2 separate regions of the Rattus norvegicus genome follow, and region 2 is linked to region 1. The links are chromatin contacts, called in public Hi-C maps. All regions are on one chromosome and are shown on one strand. Each heading gives the region's core, a stretch centred on a gene start, on an enhancer-like site or on the middle of the called end of the contact. The rest is flanking DNA. Distances are from core to core; before and after follow the strand shown. Region 1 holds the start of Snupn (snurportin 1). Region 2 holds the start of Sin3a (SIN3 transcription regulator family member A).

Evidence for each region. Hi-C and Micro-C count contacts between places; a contact is called where the count stands out from the background.
Region 2: a Hi-C map of kidney shows a contact between it and region 1, with 3 times the contacts expected there. The contact joins the promoter of Sin3a here to the promoter of Snupn in region 1. A contact is called at or near these places in 8 of 12 Hi-C or Micro-C datasets (the Rat2 cell line, frontal cortex, hepatocytes and 5 more) and 1 of 1 datasets of contacts at active chromatin or transcription factors (oligodendrocytes).

Annotation. Positions count from the first base shown.
Region 1 is chr8:66,241,897-66,247,984 of GRCr8, forward strand. It overlaps Snupn (snurportin 1), which reads left to right and starts at 2,231. Exons shown (of 9, transcript NM_001004270.1): 1 at 2,231-2,244.
Region 2 is chr8:66,378,948-66,385,035 of GRCr8, forward strand. It overlaps Sin3a (SIN3 transcription regulator family member A), which reads left to right and starts at 2,836. Exons shown (of 21, transcript NM_001395640.1): 1 at 2,836-2,972. LOC120094171 (a long non-coding RNA gene) reads right to left here and starts at 3,319. Exons shown (of 3, transcript XR_005488213.2): 1 at 3,061-3,319; 2 at 2,300-2,464; 3 at 1,527-2,185.

The sequences.
Region 1 (6,088 bases), core at 981-3,480:
CCAATTCCCAGTAGCCCAAAATATATTTGTCTCTTCACTTGCCAGGACTTCTATCTGCCCCTCTGGTGGCTCTGCCTTGGGAACTCAGATGTCTGCTGCATTTTGGTTTCCGAAGTTTCTGCAGGTCTGCAGTTTGCTCTGTTTCAGCACTCACTCAGTCTGGCCTGGTGGCATTTTCTTTTCTTTTTTTGCTTTTTGAGACATGGTCTCACTATGTTGCTCTAATTGTCTTGGAACTTAGCAGGCTTCTCTTAAACTCATAGAGGTCTGCTTGCCTCTACTTCCCAAGTGCTGGAATTAGAGACATGGTGCCAACATGCTAGCTGGCATTTTCCCCCCTTTGGTTATGAACCACTGTTCCAACTCTAAATCCTACAGTTTAGGTTCCTGAGTTGGGATTTTTCTTTTTTTCTTTTTTTTTTTTTCCCCTTTTCTTTTTTTCGGAGCTGAAAAAATTGAATTCAGGAAGAACAGCCAATGTGCTTAACTGCTGAGCCATCTCTTCATCCCCTCTGTGTTAGTTTATGAGACAGGATCTCATGTGGCCCAGGTTGGCTTCAAACGTGTCACAGAGCCAAGACGTTACTTGAAATCCTAATTCTTCTGCCTCTACCTCTCAAGTGCCTATTATTACAGTCAAGGGCCACCACAACCTGTTCCTGTTATCTTATTATTATTTTTAAAGATTTATTTATTTTATTTGTTCTGTATTCTATTGAGATTGGCAGTGGTGTGGAGGCTTCAATACTGATAATCAAACTTGCTCCCGGTCTTTTGAGGACAAAACTGTGACTTCATGGTGGCCACCTCCCTGGGTCTGCTCAGACCCTTTATCTTGCTAATGTGATTTTCTGAATGACATGGTCATTCAGAAATTGGTCAGTCCTTGAAGGCACTAGCTGCGGGATAGTGGCTCCTTGGTGCAGTAAGTCTGGTCCTGTCTACTTTGGAGTTCTCTCTCAGTACAAGCTGTAACCTCTTCCGACAGACCCAGGACTCTAGCTTCCCAGTTGTTACCTGGGGAGGCCGGCCAGTCTTGGGGGGTGGGGTGGGGTCTCGGATTTGGCCATATTTCTGTCGTCGTATTCTAGGCAGTCTGGGCTGAACTCAGGAGGATCACTCTCTACAGAAACAACAGAAGAGGGCACCGCATCCCATTACAGATTGTTGTGAGCCACCATGTGGTTGCTGGGAATTGAACTCAGGACCTCTGAAAGAAGTTAGTGCTGTTAACCGATGGGCCACCTCTCCAGTCCATCCTGCTATTTTTATACATGTATATTTTGTCATTTCTTTTTGAGGCAGGAACTCACAGATATATGCCTGCCTCTGTTTCCTGAGTGCTAGGATTAATGGCTTGCGCCAGATACCACCACCACCACCCTCTCCAAATTACTCCCTCCCGGCCACCCACAGGACTCCTTACTTTCCAGGAACTCTGAAGACTCTGTGTCCTCTAACATAGAGATCTGCCTATCTGTCTCTTGAGTGCTGGTATTAAAAGGCATGCGCTAGCACTATCACAAGTCTTGTTTTCACCTCCCACCTACCCACTCTGCTGAGCTACATCCCTACCCACACCCGGGTTCATTGAGGCGTTAGAAGCAACGCATCTGGCTCTCATTATAAGCACTGGGTAAGTAGCAAGCCTGTTTTCATTTTACATCCTAGCAGTCTTACCCTGCAGACACGGTTTATGGGTTTGGTCTGGTCCACTCATTTAGTCACTTTCACATCGGACTCAAGTGCTGAACGCTACCTCTCAGGAATCGAATCAGGGCCCTTTCGCGTCGTGTTAGAAGGGATAATGGGGAAAAAAAGTTTATTAGTTCGAAACTTGAAAGTCATTGAGAAAACCACAGAAGCAAGACAAAGGGGCTGTCGCCGCAACTCTGCAACTTGGGCAGACCTGGGAAGGTGGCGGCCATGAAGTCACAGTTTTGTCGGTGAAAGGACACGGGGCAAGTTTGCGATCAGTACTGAAGCTTCCGCGCCACTGACAATATCACTAGAATCTCGAACAAACCCTAAACCAAATCTGAAAGCCCCTTCCTGGCGAGAAGCGTCCCTTAGCTCAGGGCGGAAGTAATGGCCTGCCGCGACTCAACTCCCGCGATGCACCGCGGCAGGCGGAGCCGGAAGTTTGCGTGACAAGTCTGAGGGGGCGTGCCTAGCTCCGCTAGGGCACCTAATTGGTCAATCGGCGTAGGCACCAGCGGCGTGCGCGAGTGGCACCTTGGTGTGGTAAGTCTGGCCTTGTCTACTTTGGAGTTCTCTCTCAGCGCAAGCTGTAACTTCTTCCGACGGATTCTGGCTTCACCGCTGTTACCTGTGGAGGCCGGCCAGTCTTGCGGGTCTCGGATTTGGCCATCTTTCTGTCGTCGTATTCCAGACAGACTGGCCCTAACTCATGAGGAACATTAATGTGTAGCAAGGCGAATTCTATAACCGAGAAACAGACAACTCCATTGCCAGAGAGACAGCAGAGGGGAGGACGGCAGAGTTCACGGACGCGTGGTGGGAGCATCTGTAGCGCTGGAGAAGAGGCTTGGTGGGCCTGACACTTAAGAGTTCGTTTGCTTCTTTCCTCGGCCTCCTGCCTTGCTGCTTTGCAGGTGTATGCCACCTAGGGTACCGTTAGGGACCGTTTCAATGGCATACTGAGGGGGAAGCGCAGTAATTATCTACCGAATACTCCCCGTTATATTACAAAGACTGTAATGCACACCTTAAATTCACACTGATAATGGCACTTTTAACAAATTTTCTAAGAAAGCACTCTTAGCTGGGCGCGGTGGCGCACGCCTTTAATCTCAACGCTCAGTAGGCAGGCAGAGCTCTATGAGTTCGAGGCCAGCCTGGTCTACAAGGCGAGTTCCATTACAGCCAGGTGTGTTACATAGAAAACCTGTCCCGAAAAAAACAAAACAGAAGAAAAATATGTTTAATGTCTTAAGAATATAGGAATGCAGCTTTCTTTTTTCTCCTGGGTTATGTATGACCCAAGGCTTGGTGCAAATATGGTGCATACTTGGCAAGTACTTTACCAACTGAGGTATAGCACCATCCTTTATTTTTCCTATTTATTTTCATGGGTCATGTATGCATATGTGTATGTGTGTTTTGCCTTAGTGTATCAGCACCATTTGGGTGCAGTGCTGGGAGGAAAGTCAGAAGAGGGCTCCAGTTCCCTGGAACTGGTTTCCAGGTGGTCATGAATCACCGTGTGGAACGCAGGTCCTCTGGAAGAGCAACCAGTACTCTTAATCTAATGGCTGAATCATCTCTCCAGTACCCTTCCACCCTAGATCCTATCCTGTCCTGCCCAGTCTTGCAGGGTGGAAACAGTTGATAACAATGTAAAAATACTTTCCACTGCAGAACTGTATATTTGAGGTTAAGATGGTGAATTCATGTTTACTAACCTTGCTCCACCCCCAAACCAATCAAAACCAAGCACTGTCACTGAGCTACAAAGCCAACTGCACAGCTACGTTGATGCAGAACCGGGAGTTGGACCTAGGGGCATCACATATGCAAAGGAGACAACTCCTTTATTGAGCTATAATTCCAGCTACCCCCTTTTAAAAAGATTAAGTTTATTATTTATGTGCCTAACTATATGTATGTGTACCATGTGCTTGCCTGGTGCTCACAGAGACCAGGAGAGGGTATCAGATTTGTTGTGAACCACTGTATTGGTGCTAGGAATTGAACCTAGTTTCCTCTGTAGGAGTGGCAAGTGCTCCTAACTCCTGAGCCATCTCTCCAGCCTGTTTGGTTTTTTTGAGGCAGGGTCTCAATAGACCTGCACATGTCTAGAATTCCCTATGTATCTGAGACTGGTCTTGAATTGCTGATCCTCCTTTCCTGCCATCCCTCCATGATCCCCCCCAGTGCTGGGATTTTAGGTATTGGTGAGCTTGGTTCCAGCCTGTTTTCTTTTTCTTCCTGACAAAGCAAGTAAGTAAGTCAGTAAGTAAGGTCTGACCAGGTTAGCAGGCTGGTTGTGAGCTTACTCTGTAACCCAGCCAGGCCTTAACCTGTCAGCCTCCTTCCTCACCCTGTGGAGTAGCTGAGGTTATGAGATTATAGGTGTGAATCACCATGTTTTTTGTTGTGGTTTTAGAACAGGGTCTCTCTAATGTATTCCTGACTGACTTGGAGCGCACTATATAAACCAGCCTGGCTTTCAGTTTGCAGTGATCCTTGTGGGTGCTGTGGTTATAGGAATGTGTGTACCTGGCTACCACCTCTTTGTTGTTTATGTGTTTGTTGACTTGTTAATAGCAAGTAGAGACTTAGGTGTCATTGCGGCATATTCAGACAAAAATCTATTTTTCTTTTTGTTTCTCTTCCCAACATCTCCCTGTTATGCTTTTTCTCCCAGCCTTCTTTCTGCTTTCCTGTTGTGTATGTTCTTCTTATTCGTCCTCTCCCGTTCTATTTTTATTTCCCATTTCCTGTATATGAGTGTTTTGCCTATATGTGTATATGTGCAACATATACATGCTTGGTGCTGTTAGAGGCCAGAAGAGGGCACCAAGTCCTTGAAACTGAAGTTTCAGATGGTTTTGATGTAGGTGCTGGGAACTGAACTCAGGTCCTGTAGAAGAGTGGATAGTTATGGTTTGTTTGTTTGTTAGAAGTCACTATTAGACTATGCTGTCCTTGAACTCACAGAGATCCACCTACCTCCCGAGTGCTGGAATTAAAGGTATACACTTCTATGTTCCACATGCATCCAGTGCTCTTGACTGCTGAGCCATCTTTGTAGACCCATCCCAAATACCCTTTCAATATATCTTGATCAATTACCTATATCAATTCTTATACCTTTTTTTTTTTTTGGTTCTTTTTTTCGGAGCTGGGAACCGAACCCAGGGCCTTGCACTTCCTAGGCAAGCGCTCTACCACTGAGCTAAATCCCCAACCCATACCCTTTTATATAACACTAAAAGTTAGGATCCACATATGAGAGAAAGCATTCAATGTTTATCTTTCTACCTATTTTATTACCTCACTTAAAACAATGCTTTACAGATCCAGGGTCTCATGTTAGCCCTTCCTGGACTGGTACTCACAAAGATCTGTCTGTCTCTGTCTCCCAAGTGCTGGGATTAAAGGTGTGCCAACCTAGCTGGTGAATGCCATATTTTTATTATCTTTTCTGTTGACTATCTAAGCTGGTTCCATTTCCTTGGTTTTGTGAATTATGCAGCGATAAACATGGATCTGCACATTTCTGTAACTCCAGTTCCAAGGATCTGATGCCCTCTTCTGGCCTCTGAGGGCATCAGGCTTGTACATGCCACACATATATACATACAGGCAAAACACTCATACACAGGAAATGGAAAATGAAAATAAGTCTTTTTAAAGGGAGGAGAGGACAAAAAAAACAAAACAAAACAAAACAAAACAAAACAAAACAAAACACATACATAACAGGAAAGAAGGCCGGGAGAACACTGAGTCCTTTGGGTATATATCCAGAAGTGGTGTCTTAATTAGCCTTTTATTTCTATGATAAAACACTAACCAAAAGCAACTTAAGGAGTAAGGGGTTTACAATTCCAGGTAACAGTCTGTCACTGAGGGAATGAGAGCAGGAACCTGTAGGCAGAAACTGATGCAGAGGCTGTAGCGGAATTTTCTTTATTGGCTTGTTCTTCATGGCTTAGTCAGCTAGCTTTCTTATAGCATGAAGGATCACCTGCCCAGGGGCACTGCCCATAGTAAACTGGGTCCTCCCACATCATCCATCAATGAAGAAAAGTACCACAGCCAAACATTAGACAGAGTTCGGGAAGTCTTGTGGGAGAGTTGGGGAAGGATTGAAGAACCCTGAAGGGACAGGGACTCCATAAGAAGGCCAACAGAGTCAACTAATCTGGATCCTTGGGGGCTCCCAGAGATAGAACTACCAACCAAAGAGCATGCACGGGCTGGACCTACCTCCCACCCCTATCCTGCACATATGTAGCAGATGTGCAGTTTGGTCTTCATGTGGGTCCCCCAACTGGAGCAGGTCCCTGACTCTGTTGCCTGCTTGTGGATCCCATTCCCCTAACTGGACTCCTTTGTT
Region 2 (6,088 bases), core at 1,586-4,085, 140 kb after region 1:
TCTTGTCTTTCACTGGTTAAATTCGAGTCCCTCTTTCCCTTCTTGTGTATGCATTGGATGATATTCTTTAGAGCTCCGCCTATCCGGAGGTTGGACTGGAGTTTAAGTTGCTAAAAATTTTTTTTCTTCGAAGGGCGGAGGGAGGATTCCTGGGGCTTACTTGAGGTACAAGCCCCCGCCCCTGCTTTTGATTGGCCAATTGGATAGGCCTTCCCCTTCTGGGACAAGCTAGGAGGGGACGTCCTCCGGCTCCCTCCCCCCCTTTCTCATGAGCGCGCTCGGCACATGGTTGAGGCCCTTCTAGCTCCCATCAACTTCCCTCCCGCCCGGAAGTCTCAGGCTCCGCGCCCTTATTTAGGGGGGCGGGGAAAGCCTTGGAGGCACACAAAGATTCTTCCGAGTCTAAAGATCTGCTAGCCCTCGAGGTGAAGCTCCACAATTGCGCTGTTGCTCCAGAAAGTGTAGCTCCCGGGCTGCTGCACGGAGGGGAGGGAATGAGTTCTAACCTCCTCCCGGTCAACTTTTGCTGCCTTTCTCTATGCCCCTTGACTTCCTTAAATTTAAGTTTGAGAAAGCTTGGATGTTGGCCGCATCCTTAATTCCTTGTGCAAGGCAATCGTGATCCTTAGTCGGCGGAATCTAAGATTATGACAACCTAGAGATGGAACCTTAGGCAAGATCTACGAAACCTCGGTCTCTGCAGTCAAGGGAAGTCCGGGAGGCCTGTTTCTAGCAAGGATTCGGGGGTATTCGTTGATACCATGGTGGGAGTGCTGTACATTATGTGGTAGGTACCCCGTCTGGTGGGTAAGGCAGTTCAGTTAAGGATAGGCATCTGTCAGTTTTGGAGTGCTACTTCAGCCTGGGACGATTTAGCTGTTTTTTTTTTTGTTTGTTTTGTTTTTTCTTATTTTTAAAGCCCTGTCCTGGAACAGGGCTTGGCTTGTTACCGGTGTGGCTGACCGGTGTGGCTGCTCCCACCTGTCGGCCACTCTTGGAGTTCACAACTCTTTACTATGGCCTCACGGCGTGAAGCCATCCTAGGACTGAGACCCACCTGTTGCCAACACTTGTTTATGGCTGTCTCCGTAGGATTACAGGAGAGCAGCACTGGATTTACGAAACGGTTCCCGGTGTTGTATCTCTTGGGGACATTCGACTCTAGGGAGGATTTTTTTCCCTTTGCTCTAGAGCGCGGGAAGACTAACCCCGCCTAACCTCACACGGCGCAGCAAAAGGCTCCCCAAAGCAAGGTCGGCATCGGTCCTACGCCTTATTAGTGAATAAATGAAAGGAATTAGGTATCTCAAAGCACTTTATATGTTTAGGCATTGTTACCTACCAAGAAGGCTTAGAGACCGCCATTAACTCATTCTGCCAAGGAGGCCATGGATACCCCTCACATTTTTTTTTTGAAGGGGCTGGCCTAGGAGACACTATTCCTGCCCTATCGAGGATAGTTGCGATTACAGGCTCTTCCCTTTGAACAGTCGTTTTTAAGACCATATCCTTCACACAATCTGGAATTTTTACTCGTTATCTGAATGTGAATGCACACTCAAGGTTTATTTATACAGTGGTCTGTGTGAGCTTTTCTGCATCCCTTCCTCCAGTTTAAAATGTCCCTGGATCTACCCGGCCGACCTGGAATACATTTTTTTTTCTCTCATGCTCCGCCTTCCGGAGGCTTGCCCAGGCGGTGACATTTAAAGGCCTCCGCTGGGTTATCTCCGCCCCCTGAGGGCTGCGGATTCTGGTTGTCCCAGTGTCACAGTATGCAGCCGGCTCTGGCGACTGGCTAGTAATATCTGGGTTTTTTGTATCAGATTAGAGCTCCAGACATTAATTTTGGAGTCGGCTTGCTGAAAGTAGCTGCTGAGTGCTCCAGATGGCTGTGTTTAGAAGACCGTGAAAGTGTAAAAATAAGTGGGTAGGAAGGACGAGGCTTTCTGTCATTGTTTTGGTTAATCCTCCAATGGTGGTAATACTACTGCCTTTTCCTTTTCAAATCTCAAAGCCTCCGGTTTCGACCGCTGCGCTGCGCGCCATCTCCGGTCCCGGCCTTGGAACGCTGAGCTTCAGTCTCCAGTGTAAACATTCCACAAAAGGACTGCTAAGGTTCAGCATCCTCGCGCAGGGCGGAATGGTCTCCTTCCTGGACCGGCGCCGTGTCCAATGGCGGCTCCTACCGGCGCCAAGATAGTCCAATCAGATCTTTGGGGGCGGAGCCTGGCCCAGCAGTGTAGTGGGTGGAGTCGGCCTCACTTAAGGACATTTTTACCCCACATTGGTTACTTACCTTCCTAGGGCTATGAGAGAAGCAAAGGTAGTCTTCCAATGCGGGAACCGGCGGAGGCGGGAGCCGATTTGTTAGGCCTGTGGCTGGGGCGGTATGGGGAGGGATATGTGAGACTCTCCAATGAGATGTGACGAGGTACCCTTCTTCCTCCAATAGTATTGGAGCCTGGAGGAGGGATTCGGCAATCAGTCTCCAATAGGCGGGGTTGAGTTAGGGACTCTCCCCGCCAATAGGGGCGTGGAGAAGGTGAGCGGCTTGCTCTCCCCTCCCAGCGAGGGAAGAGGGCGGGAATAGGCCTTTGCGGCACGGTGATTGGCTAAACCATTGACGGATGGGTAATATATCCCGTGGCGGAGCGAGGTTAAGCCTTCCCTCGGCGGGGCGGGCCGGGAGAGTGGGCGGGATTTCCCGGGTAACAGAGAAGCGGCCGCGGCGGTAGAGGCGGCAGAGACGGTTTCTCCATCTTCCCCCCTCCCCTTCCCCCCTTAGAGTTTCCCTCCCTCCCTCCCTCCTTCCCAGTCTGGACACCCAGGCCTGTGACCGCTTCGTAGGCGCAAAGGAGGTTGCCAGTCCGCTCTTGCGGGCCTGTGCCCGCGCCGTTCCGGGGCCTCCGTGCTGGGTGCGAGGCTCACGCCGGGAGCGACGCGCAGGCTGAGTGGCTGGAGCTTTTGCGGTGAGAGCACGCCGCGTCGCGGTCTGCCCAGCAGCTGGGTGGCGGGTAACCCGGGACTGGAGGGCGTGTGTTTTTCGGGGGGGCTGACCTCGGCTTCCCGTGCGTGGCTGTGGGGGGCGGAGCGGAGCCGCACTCAGTGCGGGAGGGGGAGGAGAGCGTAGTCCCGGTGCGCACGGAGGGGCGGGCCCTAGTCCCGCCGATCAGAGGCGGGGCCGGCGCGCGTGCGGTGGTGGAGAAAGGGGCGGGGCGGGCTGGGACTAAAGGCCCGCGGCCGTGGCCCCGCCCCTTCTCCCCTTGTGGGCGGGGACACGGGTTGTACTGCTTTGGGTCCGCGGGGTGTGCGGGACGAGAAGAGGGTCCCGGCGTGTGGCTTTTAGGGCGCGGCGGCGAGGGGGCGTGAAGCCTGTGTTCCCCCGCCTTAGCGGGATCCGGTTGGCCGGAAGGCGCGTCCGGGGCTGTGATGCCACGCCCCTCCCGCCCCGCCCCCGCCGGGATTTCCGCCTCCTTAGCTGTGAAGCATAGCTGGGGAAAGCCCGCTGTAGCGTCTGGCAGGGGTCAGGGTTCCGTGTCTGCCCCGCCCTGCGTCCCTGTAGGTGGGAAGGCCGCTTGTAGACTGGGAGCGGTGGAGGTGTCCCGACTTTCTGCTGTGGCTTCTCCATCCATTCTGCTTGGGGCATCGTGGCCCGGAGCTGTAGTCTCTACTTTGCTTCACGCATCGTGAATGGCGCCTTAAAAGCTATGGAGAGTAGAAGCGTGGTCAGCTGCTCCTCTTAGTTGTAATTATTGGGACGAGAAACTCAGCGTCCTCTCTGGAGTGTCTGCGGTGGGGTGCGGCTGGTGCTGGGCCCATGCTTCCCCGCCAGTGGCCGGTGGGGGAGGGGCAGCGTACTCAGAGACTGAGATTCTGGAGGGCGCCAACCTTTCCTAGAGTTCCCTTGGTGTTCAGCTACTGTGCCTTAACAGAGCTAAGCTGTGCACCCATGGGTAGATAGCTAAAATTTGCTACCATTTTTGGTACCTCAGGACTTTAAACTCAGTTTGCCGTTCCAGCTCCTTATAAAGCTGAGACTGTATTTCTAGAGAAAGGATTGAATTTACTTCTTAATCTTAAAACTGGTCTTTGGCAGAGATGATATTTGAAGATGATTGTGTGTGTCGGAGTTTATTTAAGGCACATAAGTATTGCTTCACCACTAGGTTATACCCCAGGGCTGATTTTTTTTCCTCTAGTCAGAATTTTTCTTTTTAATTTAAGTAAAATACTTTGATTTCTTGATTTTTTTTTAACCTACAGAAGGTTTTGTTATATAAGCTTAGCTGCACAAAGGTAACTTAAAATTTTGTGTTCTCTTTTAGTTTTATGTAATTGTTAGTCCTTAAAGATCTTTTTAGATGCTAAGTAGGTTGAACCTTATGAAACCTATGTGTAGCATGACCTCCCAACCTGTGTTACTTTGGCCATTGTGGATTTATTGCACAGGTAACCTTATTAGGTGGGTTGGTGTTAGCTGATCTTATTTAGAGAACTTTTTATGAAAAGTAAACACTGAATCCTTAATTTATGTATTGATGTCTGAATGAGTATGTATAAACCACTTTTAAAAAAGATTTATATTAAAGTGTGCGTGCGTGTGTAAGGCCAGAATAGGATGTTAGATCCCCTGTAGGTGGAGTTAACAGGTGGTTATGAGCCACCCGACATGGGTTCTGGGAACCCAACTTAGGTCCTTTTGCACGAGCAGTCTGCAGTCTGTATTGAGCCGTCTCTAACCCCATCGTTTATATGTAATTTCTGAAGCTAAATTCTGGATTTGTCCTTTGTTCAGTAGAGGCTGAAAACCATGCCCTGTGCCGTACATAATGAAGAGGTTAAATATTCACTTTTCAGCTAAAAAAGTGACAACAGCAGTAGTAACAGAATTGAGGTGGAGGCCAAAAGATAAGAACTTGGGTGTCTTACAGATGTAGCACATTGAAAACGGTAGTAGAGAATGCTTAGCCTTTGAGGAAAGTTTGCCTAACCTCAGTTAATTCTACCATTTGAAGCACAGTCTGGGAAATACAGATGACCTAATTCATATCTTTTTTGTTTTTCTTGTTTTGTTTTTAGAAACAAGAGTTTAACTGTAGCCCTGGGTGTCCTGGAGCTCACCCTCTAGACCAGGCTGGACTCAAATTCAAGAGATCTGTCTGCCCCCCAAACGCTGGGATTAAAGGCATGTGCCGCCACTGCTGGGCATAATTCGTACTCTTATAGAATGTGTATTCTAGATTGTGTGCTGGAGTCACAAGTCCTAGGCTTTAAAAATTCAAGAACCTAGTTATATTTGTTTGCTTTTGTTTTTGTTTTTTCTATTTTTACATTTCCATCCATCAGTACTATATGTTTATTTTTACTTACTAGTATCTAAGAGAACCTGAGTTCAGTTTTTAGCACCCATGTCAACATGTATCTGGAGCTCCAAGTACTGACACCTCTGGCCCCTAGGCACCCAGACACAGGTGCATACCCATATATCTATACACGTGTGAAAAAAACAGAAATATAGCTTTGAAAAATGTTAATACTTTTAAATTCAGGCCTTAATAGTTCGCATAAAGAAGTTTTTTTTTCTTCTTTTTTTTAAGACTTGAGATCGGTATTAATTAGATTCCTGGCAAAGCACAGCCATCTTGACAGTGCAGCCAATATCCTGAAAGGCTATCCAGGGTAGCTGTAGGGGGAAATTTACTCAGAATTCAGAGGTTGTGTTCATGACCTTCAGTAATCTAGTGGTTTTTTTCCCCAACTAAAAGTGTATGGACTTATATCTTTTGATTCTTCTTTTAAAAAGATAGTACTTGCTTTTTTAAACAATAGCATCCCTCTTGTAATAAGGGTTTATATTTATTGAACTCCGATTCTGATCATTTGCTAATGTGTTTAATTGTATGTGCACGCATGGCTGCTTTGAGTTGTGGACTGGTGAAATGGGCCACTCATTTATCTGAACCCGCTCTGGAGCTCAGCCTGCCTAGAACTCAGTGATTTTCTTGCTTTTGCCTCAGCTAGGGTTACATCTCTGTTTTGAAATGCATGTTTTACAAGTGAAGGTGGCTTCAGTGGGTAAAGACAT